2 separate regions of the Drosophila melanogaster genome follow, and region 1 is linked to region 2. Evidence: chromatin contacts called from public Hi-C data. All regions are on one chromosome and are shown on one strand. The core of a region is the stretch at or near the end of the contact, and the rest is flanking DNA. Distances in the headings are between cores, read along the strand shown. Region 1 holds the start of Kdm5 (Lysine demethylase 5). Region 2 holds the start of GramD1B (GRAM domain containing 1B).

Region 1 (5,559 bases), core at 2,120-4,619, 2.6 Mb before region 2:
GTCTCTTTGCAATATAGATTTAAAAAGGTACAAGAGCGAATCAATGTTTTCCTTGTGAATCATGTTACAAGTGCGATATCAAGCAGTTAAACCAGCAATTGGCTTACTTTTTACTCAATTATAATTGCGTGTTGCAAAAATATATTCATATGCTGTAAAGCTTACCATTTGTTGTGCATAAATTTAGTTCAAGCTCATTAATATTAATATGCAAGTGGTATTGCTTTCTTCCATTTTACGATCTGTGATATTGACATTTGTCACAGAACTGTGTTTTTTGTTTCTCGCTTATAAAAATAACTATTATTTTGAAGACAAATATGTGTTGTGCTAGGTTGTATTTGTTCAGTTTAGGAATGAGATTCGTGGTGTGATCATTCGATTTGTTGGAAATTGTTGCATTTAATTTCGATTTCTCTATACTTTTCTTTAAAAATATATCACAGCTGCATTTCAAGATAAATTTTTCATTTTTCCTATGACTCCTTTTTCACTTTCTTTGTAAAATGTGTAGAAAATCTATTTAAAATGTTTTGCTCTTCTTTTTCTTATTTGTTCTTGGGCTAAAGGGAAGCCGACGTAAAAACAGCAACAAATTTGGCAACCTAGTTAATATTAGTCAATGTCCACGAAGACGGAATGCGTTTGCTTTAGTTAGACACATAGCGTACTCTTGAGTATAAATGGGGGTATGGGTTAAACTGGGTCGATTTTATGGACGCAAAAAATAGATAAATCGTGGGAGAGAAACCTAATCAATGAACATTTTATGCCAATATCAATATACAACGTGTGTCCCGAAAATCAGGGTTTACCATAGGCATTTGTGTTTTCTGATCAAAAGCGAAGGGTGAATCGTAATTTCCGGAACATAGTTACTTTGGCAATAGCATTAGGAATTGATCATTGACTAGATTCTATCAACGATTATCGTGCATCCAAATCGATTCACCCTAGTATGGGTTTACAAGGAATTTATAGTATAGTTAACTAACCGGAGCGTAGATGAGTAGATACAGATTCTTATTTTGAAGTTGGTGGATGCTCCATGTGGCTTACCTCGAAGTTTCCCAAATCCTTCGCCACCTTGGGTGTCCTTCTAAATGGCCGTGGGAGCAGACAGAGCCATTTGTCAGTGCCACTTTGACTTTTGAGTGTAGATATCGGCACGCAGGTTCTGAGCAAAGCAAATGCCCAAGATCTACAAAAAGTGTATCGTTACAAGAAGAATCTATCTATTGTCATAGTGAGAAAAATAATAAAATCAAACAGAAACCTGAAAAAACATCACAACTATAACAGTTGCGGAAATAATAATCAAGTTGTGCTCCATCCATTCTTCGCCTGCTTGAACACAGCCCTTTTCGTAGATTATTTTGGACAACTCCATGCCCTGGTAAGAAATTAAAAAAATAAAATAAATATAAAGTCTGTGGGAAATTATAAAACAAAAAGATGTAACTACTACGAGTAAAAACCATATTTTTAAAAAAAATGGGACCACCTTAAAAACGATTCTCTCATCTGAACTACACTAAACTTAAAATTTTCAAAGATTCAAAAAGAAATATACAACGACGACTATAGAAATGTTTTGCACCTGCAGGACGAGCAGAGCCACGCAGCCAATCGCCACACTAATCAGATGGGCCTCCAGCCAATCCTCGCCAGCGCGCAAGCAGCCACGCTCATGTATATTCCTATCCACCGGCTGCATGCGTACGATTCGTGGGTGAATTTCAATATGCATTTCGGAAAGACGGGGGAAAACAGCTAGCGGACTTACATATCCCTCCTTGCGTACATCGTAGCCGCATTGCTTGTTCTTGATCACCTCCTGCGGACGTCTGCGGCAGCAGGAGAATGGCACTCCGCACGCCTCCCTGCTGCCAATAGCGATAGACGAGCAATTGAAGTAGTTGTTGCTGTCCCAGTCCTTGGGACCATCAATGCCGCAACACTGCAACCAATCCTCCTGGATCCAATCAATGAGATTCTGCTGGTCTGCGTCCTCGCGATAGTGGCGAATGAAGGCCTTGAGTCCCTCGGTGGCCTGGTCTTTGATCTGGAAAAGGCAAACCTTAGTAATGGCTGGCTAGAATAGTGGCCTTCAAATGGAACTCACCCAGCCCTTGTCCTTGAGCACGAAGGCCACGGCACAGAAGCCGATCTCTGCGATAAGCAAGACACTCAAGAAGATGGCGTACTGCAAGCGGAAAAATAAGGATTAACTAGGTCCAGAGGGGATCCACTAACAATGTGGTACCCACCGCCCCCAGGAGGCAGGTGTTCTCGCGCAAGGCGCCCACGCTGCCCATGAAGCCCAGTAGGAAGGTGACGCCTCCCAGGATGATCAGGACGAAGGCCGGGTCCAGGGCGATGAAGTGCAGCCGCGCAATGTTGCGGAACATGCCCTTCTCGCTCCAGGCCCAGATGCCAACGGAGAGGACCAGCAGGGCCGAGAGCCACAGGATCACATTGCTGGCGAACAAAAGGTACTTCAGACAGCAGCTGATTTCACTGGTCTCGCGGCGGAACTTGCGCACAGCAGCTGGCATTGCTCCAATTTTAACAATAATAAATATGGCCAAAAGGAAACAAAAACGTATGAAATTCTGCTCGCCAGTGTGACCGTGACTGCACTTTTTTTATCACGCAGTGCGACGGCTCCAAATACGTTGCAAAGAATACCGTTTCCCAAGAAAACCGCCATTTTGTTCAATCTTACGAACTTTAAAACTTGGATGTTTGTTTTTTTTTTATTGATCTTGCATAAACAATGTATTTTACAGAAACCAGTTTGCGTATTTATTTCATTTTCTGCTGATTTGTTGAGTTGAGCAACAACAATTTCATAGGCATTACCGTTAACTAAATACTTATGTCTACTGGTTATTTTAAATATATTATACAAATTCAAATTCTTAAAGCCAAGGCTTAAATTAACACACAGTATTCTAAAAACAATAAAAGAGCTCACTTACTTATATTAATAACTTAGAATATAATTCACTCTTGTAGAATGCCAAACTTTCTTTTTTTAGCTTACCACTGTATTGAAACACATTTCATAAAATTAATTAAAAAAGCGTACTTAGGAAACCTTGCGTATATGCTCGATGGATCCTATGGATGTTTCAAGTCCTGTCCCTGAACCGGCATAGTGTTAAACGCGGCGCCGGCTAGACTGAGTAACGCCTATGACCGAACTGATTTTGAATCTAATACAGAAACGAAACAATAAACGGGGGGTCGGCGATAAGACGAGATCCGATTCGTCGACCTCCGCCGATAAGAAACTGTGTTTGATTTGAAGGCCAGTGCTGCACAACGCGGACGGTGGCTGGTATTTTCCCGAACTTTTGTGGGGCAGATCGACGTTTCCGGCACTTCGACGACGGGTCACACTGGACACATGTAGCAGGAAAAAACGCAGACATCGGAGAAAGAAATCAGAAAAGTAAATTCGCATTAAAGCCACCTCGCCAGTGCCGTGCTCGGTGGTTTTATGGAACACTCATTTCGATCACATACCGAGCGTGCGCGTCTTCCAACGACTTCCTATGACGACAGTGAGTTTTTGCCCAGTGTAGGGTGCCCAGTTCCCAGTGCCCGAACCCAGTGCGATTGTGTGCGTGCCAGTGTGTGAGTTTAGGGGCACTTCTGATGGCTGAAAACGTTTAATTAGCAGCGAAAAGCGAACAAACTAGCAAAACGCAGACGCCCACCTGGCCAAGTCGGTGCATATAGATCAGGAAAAGTGCGGATTGCAGCCTCTGCGTTGGCCAACAGCGAAAACAACCCCCCGCACTAGTCGTGGAAAATGTTTGTATGTGTGTTCCCTCTGCTGGCAGCGCAATCGGGATTCCGAAAATCCGTAATAATTGTGAAAATGCGGCCAGAAGACAACGCCAGGTCGCGGCTAGGTTAGGAACCACGTCGCGGATGAACGGATTACGGTGGAAAACCGCGGACGGAAAATCGCGCACCAATTGCACACGCCAGCAGAGCAGCGACAGCGCTGCAAAGTGCGTTGCGTCGCTGCCCGGTCGCCATCATAGCGAAAAATATTGTGATCCCACGCCTGGAAAGCCAATATATGCCACTGAGTTTAGTGACTTTCAAGTATATAGTGAATATATAGCTCCAGTCGAGCTGTTCGCGGGGAGTTACTATTCGAAAAGTACAGTGCTGCAGTCACCTTCCAAAAAAAAAAATCAGTTCAGCTTTTCTGTTTCCGCTCACCGCCACTCCCCCCACCGTTGGAAATGTGCAATATGGCAGGGCAAATGCGTAAATTTTGCGCTCCTGCTGGAAAGTAACCAATATCCAGTGCTAATTTCGCCAAATCCATCCATATTTATGTACATGCTCGGTGCGAATGTGTGTGCCTGTATTCGCGTACCTGTGTCTGTCGTGCCCCGTGTCCGTGTAAGCTGTTTGTTTGTGCCCGTGTAAGCTGCGTGCGGGTGTGTGTGCGCGGCTGAAAATGGAAATTATATAAAAGAAGCTTTCGGCTTAGGCTGCTTTTCCGAGCGATCGGCGGCCGCAGAACGGAAAATCAGTTTCCCCCGTCCAACACTAACAGCGAACAGCTGGCTGCAGTTTGGAAAATGGCACTTGTCACGACGCCGTGCTGCCCAATCAATAATCCGAAATCGCAATCCACCGATTTTGATTTGGAACGGATTCGCAGGGAAATAATATCCCATTATCCCGAGCAGAGCAGCAAACGTAGCATGCCTCTGCCGGCGTCGCTGTCGACGATGTACTTTGCTCACTTGATACACAAAAACGGTACTCGTCGTCGCTCATCTCGCTCTCTCTAGGCGAGAGCGGGCTCTTCCTGATCAAGCACACGGGAAACTATACACACACACACATACGCACGCACCGCCAGTCAGTCAGGCAGGCACACATTGCCCACCCACTTCTACTCCCTTTTCGGTGGTGGCAGCAGTGGCAGTGGCGCCCCACATTCGTGCGAGAGTGTGTGTGCGTCACAACAACCACCAAAGCAAAGCTCTGTCGCGGCGGCTTCCTTGTGTCTAGCTGACAAACGCGAAAAATCTGTTGGGAACTCCAGCCGGAAGTTGGAGTTGACAGTGGTTTTCAACATGGCTTCGTTTCCGCTTCTCGATTTCGTCAGCTGAATTCGTAGATAACAGCTTTCACCTTTTGCTCAGTGTATGTGCTTGTGTTAGTGTGTGTGTGTGTGTGCATGAAGGTCCTGTGTGCTGAATGTTTTGAATACAATGCGTATAAGTATAATCCCCTTTTGCACACTTGGTGTATACATGTTCGCTATCGAATTTGTAAGTTTATTGGTCGCTATGTTATACATACACACGGCCAGGAAATCCCCCGTGTTCGTGTCCGGGGTTGTGCCTGTATTGGCGTGCTCCACTTTTGTATGCAACAAATTCAGTGCTGCTGGCTAATCGCCGCTGCACTCTCTCTCTCTCTCTCTATTACTCCTCGGGAGAAGCCACATCCCCCTGGAGGGAAACATGCGAGAAAGGCATTACTTCGCCTAGGTCCAGTGCAGTTGCCCATCCT
Region 2 (6,409 bases), core at 2,813-5,312:
AGGCTTTGTTTCCGAACCGCTGCGGCTGCTCCAATGGAGGATTTTGCTCTACCAATTTCTCCAGTGCATCGAATAGCCGCAGCAGCTTCTTGAGCATTTCCGACTCGAAAATCTCGTCTGTGGTTTTAATGCCCTGAATGGCCGAACTGGTGCCATTTATATATCCAATTAAATCGTGGAAGGCGCGGGATTTTTGCCAAACGCCCATATCGCCGAGATTTTGCACCTTCTTCGCAATTGCCGGCAGTTTACCTGCAAATGGAGTGGTTAACTAAGCTACGAATCTTCAGAAATTCACTCAGCCCACCTGCTGCTTGGTTAATGCCACTCGCCATTATAGTTGTTTCGTTATTTAACTTCAATTTAAAGCTATTTTGATCGGGAGTTACGTTTTGTTTGTTATTTTGGGGGCATCTTCCTCTTTTTCTACGCGAGCGCAATAGTGACATCACTAAGTATGACCAAATATAAAGGCTGTTCACGCTGCGCAGCTGAAGCACATTAGTATCAATAAGCCAATCGTTTGATGTTACATATAATATATTTTGAGTCTTATAAAAAAATTCAAATCGATTAGGCAGTTTAAAACTTAAGACATTAACAGTACAATGACATGGCTTACGATGCAGCTGCAAGCATAGATGCTGTCTAGTGGAAATACACCAATGCAGGGGGAGTATCGTACAAGTGTCCATCCCTATTCGATAGATAACAACAAACTCCGCCTACGCCGGCAAAATTCAGCGACACCGCCACGAAAATTGAAAAATCCGTGATATATTTAAATTTATAGTTATTAAATTATTAGTTCATCATGATCGAGACACTGTATAACCTGCCCTTCCACATCCTGGTGCCGCCGAACATCAAGGTGCGCAGATTCAGCATTCCAATGCCGTCACCGATGGCCGTTTTCAGTGTGATTTTGTTTTCCTATTTTCTGGTGACAGGCGGTGAGTCCTAAGCTTTCTATAATTGAGATTGGTTAAACAGAGATGCAAATTGGCCCGCAGGTATCATATATGACGTGATTGTGGAGCCGCCCAGTCTGGGAGCCACGGTGGATGAGCACGGACACTCGCGTCCAGTGGCCTTTATGCCCTACCGTGTGAATGGGCAGTACATCATGGAGGGCCTGGCCAGCAGCTTCCTGTTCACCGTCGGCGGACTGGGATTCATTATCATGGACCAAACGCACACGCCGGGCAAGACGAACCTCAACCGCCTGCTGCTGACCGCCATGGGATTCATTTTCATCCTGGTCTCCTTCTTCACCACCTGGCTGTTCATGCGCATGAAGCTGCCCAGCTACCTGCAGCCCTAGAATCTCTACTGAAAAACGCTCTCTTAGTACTCTCCCACATTCGAATATCTGTAAACCGAACTGCATTCGCCAGAAATTCTAGTTTAAAAGGCTTAAAGCTGCGGAATACCAAACAAAAACTTTGATTTCGTTTTAAAATTTTGTGTAATAGTTGTAATATTGTTTAAACAGCAGAATAACTGGCTGGCTTTCATCCGAATCAGTTAAGTAAACTATAGAATGTCTCTATTCCGATGCTGTCGAATAAATAATGCAATTGTAAAGCGACTCAAAATAACAATGAAACGAGTTAAGCATTGTTTTTTTTTGGTCGCTCAAGTGGCTCGCCGAATTGAGAATGTGGAACCGAGGAAACCAAACATTTTGGCGTCCCATGGCTCTCAGTTTGCATCGTGCTGTTGGATCGAGCAGTTCACTAGTTCGTCGGCAGAAACCGATTCCTTCGCCTATATAATTTTAGAATCTATTTTTACCCCTAAATATAAGGTACACGCATGTGTAGAAGTGCGCCATTAGCTGATATTGGGCAAATAGTTACCGAGGAACGTTAGAAATACTCTAAGGGAGCAGGAAAACAACCAGCATTGCGCCTGCTACCAAGTGATGTAACCACGAGCAAAACAATTCCTCTAGTGCGCTCATCTCCCAGCGGCTTCTGCGTCGTATTTTGTTTACCTCTGGGCCGAAACCATAACAGAGACATGTCGAAAAAGTGCTCCGTGCGATCGCTGAGCGACAGCGCCTTGGCGGAGCTGGCCAATCTCTTGGTGTCCACCATCAGCTACGCGCAGTATGCCCCGGACGTGCAGCTGGACATTAACATCGTCATGGTGGAACTGAACGAGTATCTGGCCCAGCTGGGAGCAACCCCCAATATATACCAGGATCTGCTCAGGGTGATCCTCAGCTCGGACTATCTGGACGCCAACATGCGGTTCACCTGCCTGCAGATGCTGCTCAACTGTGGCGTTACTTTCCTGATGACCGAGGTGTTTCCCTTCAGCTACTACGAGAAGATCCTGCAGGTAATCAAGGAAAATCCTATATAGAAGACTCTTTTGAACAAGGGTTCAATTTCCAGGTGATTGCAGCCCAAGGCGCAGGACTGAGAGTGCTGAATATCAAGGGAATCTGGGTCAAGGAGGAGCACATGCACTACATGTACGACATAGTGAGGAAATGCAAGCAGCTGGTCAAGTTGTATGTGCCCTATATTGCCAACGATCGGCTGCTGGAGGAGATCGGTAACTGCTGCACCCGTCTGCAGATCCTGGACATTTCCGGCGAGACCGACATCACGGAAATCGGCATCGATCTGCTGGCCAAGGGCGTGTGCTCACAATCACTAACCGTTGTGGATGTGGGCATGCCGGGCGAGGAGAACATCTGCTACTCGGACATTGCCCTCATCCTGGAGCACTGTCCCCAGGTAGAGACCCTCTCCACTTACTCCTTTGTCGGCGCCTCCCTGAAGTTTATTCACGACAATGTCGACGATCGCTTCAAGTGCCGACTGAAGTACATCCACGACACGGGCACGGATGAAGCCACCTTGCAGGTGATCATGCAGACGTGCCCCAGGCTGGAGACCCTTTATCTGGACTCGCCCAAGACGGGTAGCCTGAGGGCTCTTAGTACGCGCAATTTGCGCAAATTGAAGATCTACAAATTTGTGGTGGCCGAGCTACTGCCCCTGCTGGAGCGTCCGATTGGCAGGAATCTGCGTCATCTCACCATGATCAAGGGACTGGGGAACCTTGAGCTGGGCAAGCTGGCTCGCCTGTGTCCCTCGCTCATTGATCTCGACTGCTATATGATCGACAGTCTGTCCTACGGAGCCGGACACGCCAAGTTCCAGCAACTGGAGGGTCTGGAGATTCTGAGCAGCGCCATTCTGACCAGTTCTTTGAAGGCCTTCCTCTGCAATTCCACCGATCTGAAGAGACTGGCGGTGGACACGGTGGAGTTCACCGACGATGATATTATGAGGTAATCATATAATATACTTCTTTCTGCAGTAATCTATCAATTAAATACTTCTCAGCATGTTTATGCAGCACGATTTCAAAGTTTTGGAGGATGTGTGGTTCACTCTAGCGCCAGAGCTCACAGTGCAGTCTGTGGAGGTAGGGTACTGGCTTAAATCCATCTAAATACTTGGCTAATGTGAGTTTTTTTCCAGTTATTAATGGACAGCTGCCCGGAACTGCAGTCCGTGGGTCAACTGAACGGCTGGTCGCTGACGCCCGATGATTTGGCGCTGATTCGTGGACTCCTCAAAAGCGGCAATTCGAGCATTGTACTGACACCAAACGGTTTTCTAGCTTGAGTATTATTAAGACATTATTTTAAGCTTTATAATTTAAGTTTGTGCTCTAGTCTTAAATTTACCTGAAACGTATTTGTTTCTCTTTCCAGCGCCTTCAATAGCACTCGCGTTGTCTCTCTCCCGCCAGGTGGAGCAAACATTGTTGTGAGCAAGTCAAGTGTTGTGTATTCTAGTCTGCTTGTGATATTATTAAAATAAAGTTGTTTTAAATTATATAGTTATGTCTTTGAAAGCAAGTATTGAATTTGAAAGTGCCGCCAAATTTTTGGCCAGTCAGTGTTGAATAGCACACTTAACATCATATGGCCACACTATACAAAATGGTATAGTGCACGATGGTATTTATTTTCACCCCAAGCAGTATTTCTCACCCCCTTCGCTGCGGTCCTATTTTTTATGCGCAAAAAGTGAAGAATATTTTGCTCCGTTCAGACGAATTTAAATGAATTTACACATGAATCTCATTCGCCAATAACTTAATGAGCGCATTTAGTCGTGCAAAAACTGAAAGTGCGTGAAAAAGCCAACGTAGCAGTGATAGTGCACCATTTTAGCAGCTAGAAAACCGAATGAACAGCGACTTCCGCAGACGTTGAAAAGTGCCACATAAAAGAAATAGGTGAAATAAACAAATAAACGGTGGAGACTCGATAAACAAAACCGCGGAGTAGGAGTGTCCAACGGGCGAAGGGGAAGGGCAGGAAGGAGGAGCGGCATACCTCGCCGTGTTGTCATGCATTTTGTCACACAGCAACGGGCACAACAGCAGCACCACAAGTCCTCCGCCTCCTCGTCCAGCTCCTCGCTGGCCTCCAGTTCCTCGTGCTCCGGATCGGGATCGGGACTCGGACTAGGATCCTCATCGCGGTTCGCCGCCCTGCGCAAGTCCGCCAGCCAGGGTGCCCTGCCCAAGTCCTTGGCCACCGCCCACAGCCTCTTCCATCGTCCTTCGTCCACGCAGGGCAAGCACAAGCGCACCGCCAGCCTAAATGCGACGCTCATGTGAGTTGCCACGCCCCCGCACGCCCACCTGCCCGGAAACAATTCTAGAACCTAAAGTTATACCACTGCACGGAAAGAAATCGAATAGTCGAAAGTTCCAATTGGAAGTATCAAGTGTGTTCCCTCTACAGTAAAGCGTTTATGTAAACTATGTAAAATATGTATGTCTAGCGAGTGTAGAAATCAGCTGTATAGAAATTGTTATGCTTCTCAACGTTTTACTTAGAAACGTCGTCAGTCTCTAAAGAACTGAAATATTTTTGTGTGTATGTATTATCTCCAGCACTGCGGAACTTGGAACTGATTTCTTTCCGTGCAGCGGAAACCTAAGAGCTAAGCGCGTTAATTTGTGGTGTAGGATTGCCCGCTGGTTTGCATGTTTAACCCGTTGCTAGTCATATTGCATGTCGTTTATAAGCCCCTCTTTGTTCCTTTCAGTTTGAGTTATCCACCCCCACGCCCGTGAAAACCCCTTTCCAAATCCGTGATAAGGCGGTTTGCCCCATTCTAATTGCCCCACACCTCGTCTTTCGTGCATTTTGATAGCATTTGCGTTTATTGCGCAACAGTTGCTCCACCGCAAGGAGACGAGTGTATGTACATTGCGTTTCATTGTGTTAAGGCGTTCTAGGATATCGATTTTCTGGGTCCCTGAGGGTCCCCGACTAAAGCGAAAAGAGTCAGTAAACAAACAGTTGCTTTCTTCGCTGGAAAAACTGAGCCAATGTGTCTGGGTTATCAACGCACTTTGCGGGTTATCAGTTGAATTTGTGAATGAACTCAAAGTAGGGGAAAAACGGTTGCCTTAATTAATAGATAGCAAAATAAACAATGACTTTATTTAAATAGCAAGTGGAAGTTTTCGAGAATTTCGAAATTAAAAGTTAAATAGATTATAAATACCGCGCGTATTTGCCCATATTTTCATGCCCAAAAATGAAATTCAATTAAGCACAAGTTTGCAGTCTTTAACCTTTCAAAACTCAGGCATTTCGGTTGCTTTTAGTAAGGTGCTCATTTCGCAGCACATTTAAACACTCGGCATTAGGCTAGTAATTGACCAATTTTCAAGGACTTTCACATTTTACAGCTCTTGCACCCACTGTACTCAAATGTACCACAAAAAATATATAATTTGTTTTTTGTGCACTCAAGCGTTTTTCACGTAAAACTCGAGCATTTTCGATTGGCCTTGGCTGGATTTTGTTTTTGGAATGCATTTGGTTGGGATATTTGGCCGATATAAGCTTGGTTAATATTACGGCTAGCGTATGCAGTCGTCTGCTATTGTTGGATGCGATTTTTCGACCCCGAGAAAACCGAGAAACCGGGGGCACTGCCACTATTCCGCCGACGGCTGCTCTCGAGTGCAAATCGGAACGTCGAACTGGGATGACGTGCCCGGCACGAGCTCCCACTTTCCGATACCACGGGGCATTCAGTTTGAAGTCCGTATATCTCGCCATCGCGTGCCTTAGACAACCCAGCGAACAAACAAATGACAATCGAGAGCAAAAACAAAACGACAAAGCGGCTCTGAACACGGAAAATTAATTAAAAAGTTAACAGCAAAACGGTGGATTTTCTAAGTGTGTGCCTCTGTGTGGGATAGTTCATAAATTAATGACATTTCGCCGAGCGGTGCTAAAAATAAGCATAATTTTTGCGCTGTTTACGTTTCGTCATCACTTTTGCGCGCTGGCCGAGACCAGACTTGGCCACTTTTGGCCACCTTTTTTCGGCTGTTCCGCGGC

Evidence for each region. Hi-C and Micro-C count contacts between places; a contact is called where the count stands out from the background.
Region 1: a Hi-C map of the Kc167 cell line shows a contact between it and region 2, with 2.5 times the contacts expected there. The contact joins the promoter of Kdm5 here to the promoter of GramD1B in region 2. A contact is called at or near these places in 3 of 107 Hi-C or Micro-C datasets (the Kc167 cell line and embryo).

What each region holds. Positions count from the first base shown.
Region 1 is chr2L:5,997,311-6,002,869 of dm6, reverse strand. Kdm5 (Lysine demethylase 5) reads left to right here and starts at 3,369. Exons shown (of 5, transcript NM_001298720.1): 1 at 3,369-3,572. Tsp26A (Tetraspanin 26A) reads right to left here and starts at 2,642. Exons shown (of 5, transcript NM_001273190.1): 1 at 2,271-2,642; 2 at 2,126-2,206; 3 at 1,787-2,065; 4 at 1,601-1,711; 5 at 1-1,201. The coding sequence starts at 2,558. The coding sequence ends at 1,133.
Region 2 is chr2L:3,371,025-3,377,433 of dm6, reverse strand. It overlaps GramD1B (GRAM domain containing 1B), which reads left to right and starts at 4,062. Exons shown (of 10, transcript NM_134926.4): 1 at 4,062-4,655. The coding sequence starts at 4,387. It overlaps CG15412, which reads left to right and starts at 1,723. Exons shown (of 5, transcript NM_001273067.1): 1 at 1,723-2,349; 2 at 2,406-3,313; 3 at 3,369-3,450; 4 at 3,507-3,653; 5 at 3,743-3,867. The coding sequence starts at 2,026. The coding sequence ends at 3,653. It overlaps CG9662, which reads left to right and starts at 697. Exons shown (of 2, transcript NM_001273068.1): 1 at 697-953; 2 at 1,014-1,602. The coding sequence starts at 815. The coding sequence ends at 1,324. It overlaps Ptpa (Phosphotyrosyl phosphatase activator), which reads right to left and starts at 432. Exons shown (of 4, transcript NM_078742.3): 1 at 308-432; 2 at 1-252. The coding sequence starts at 335.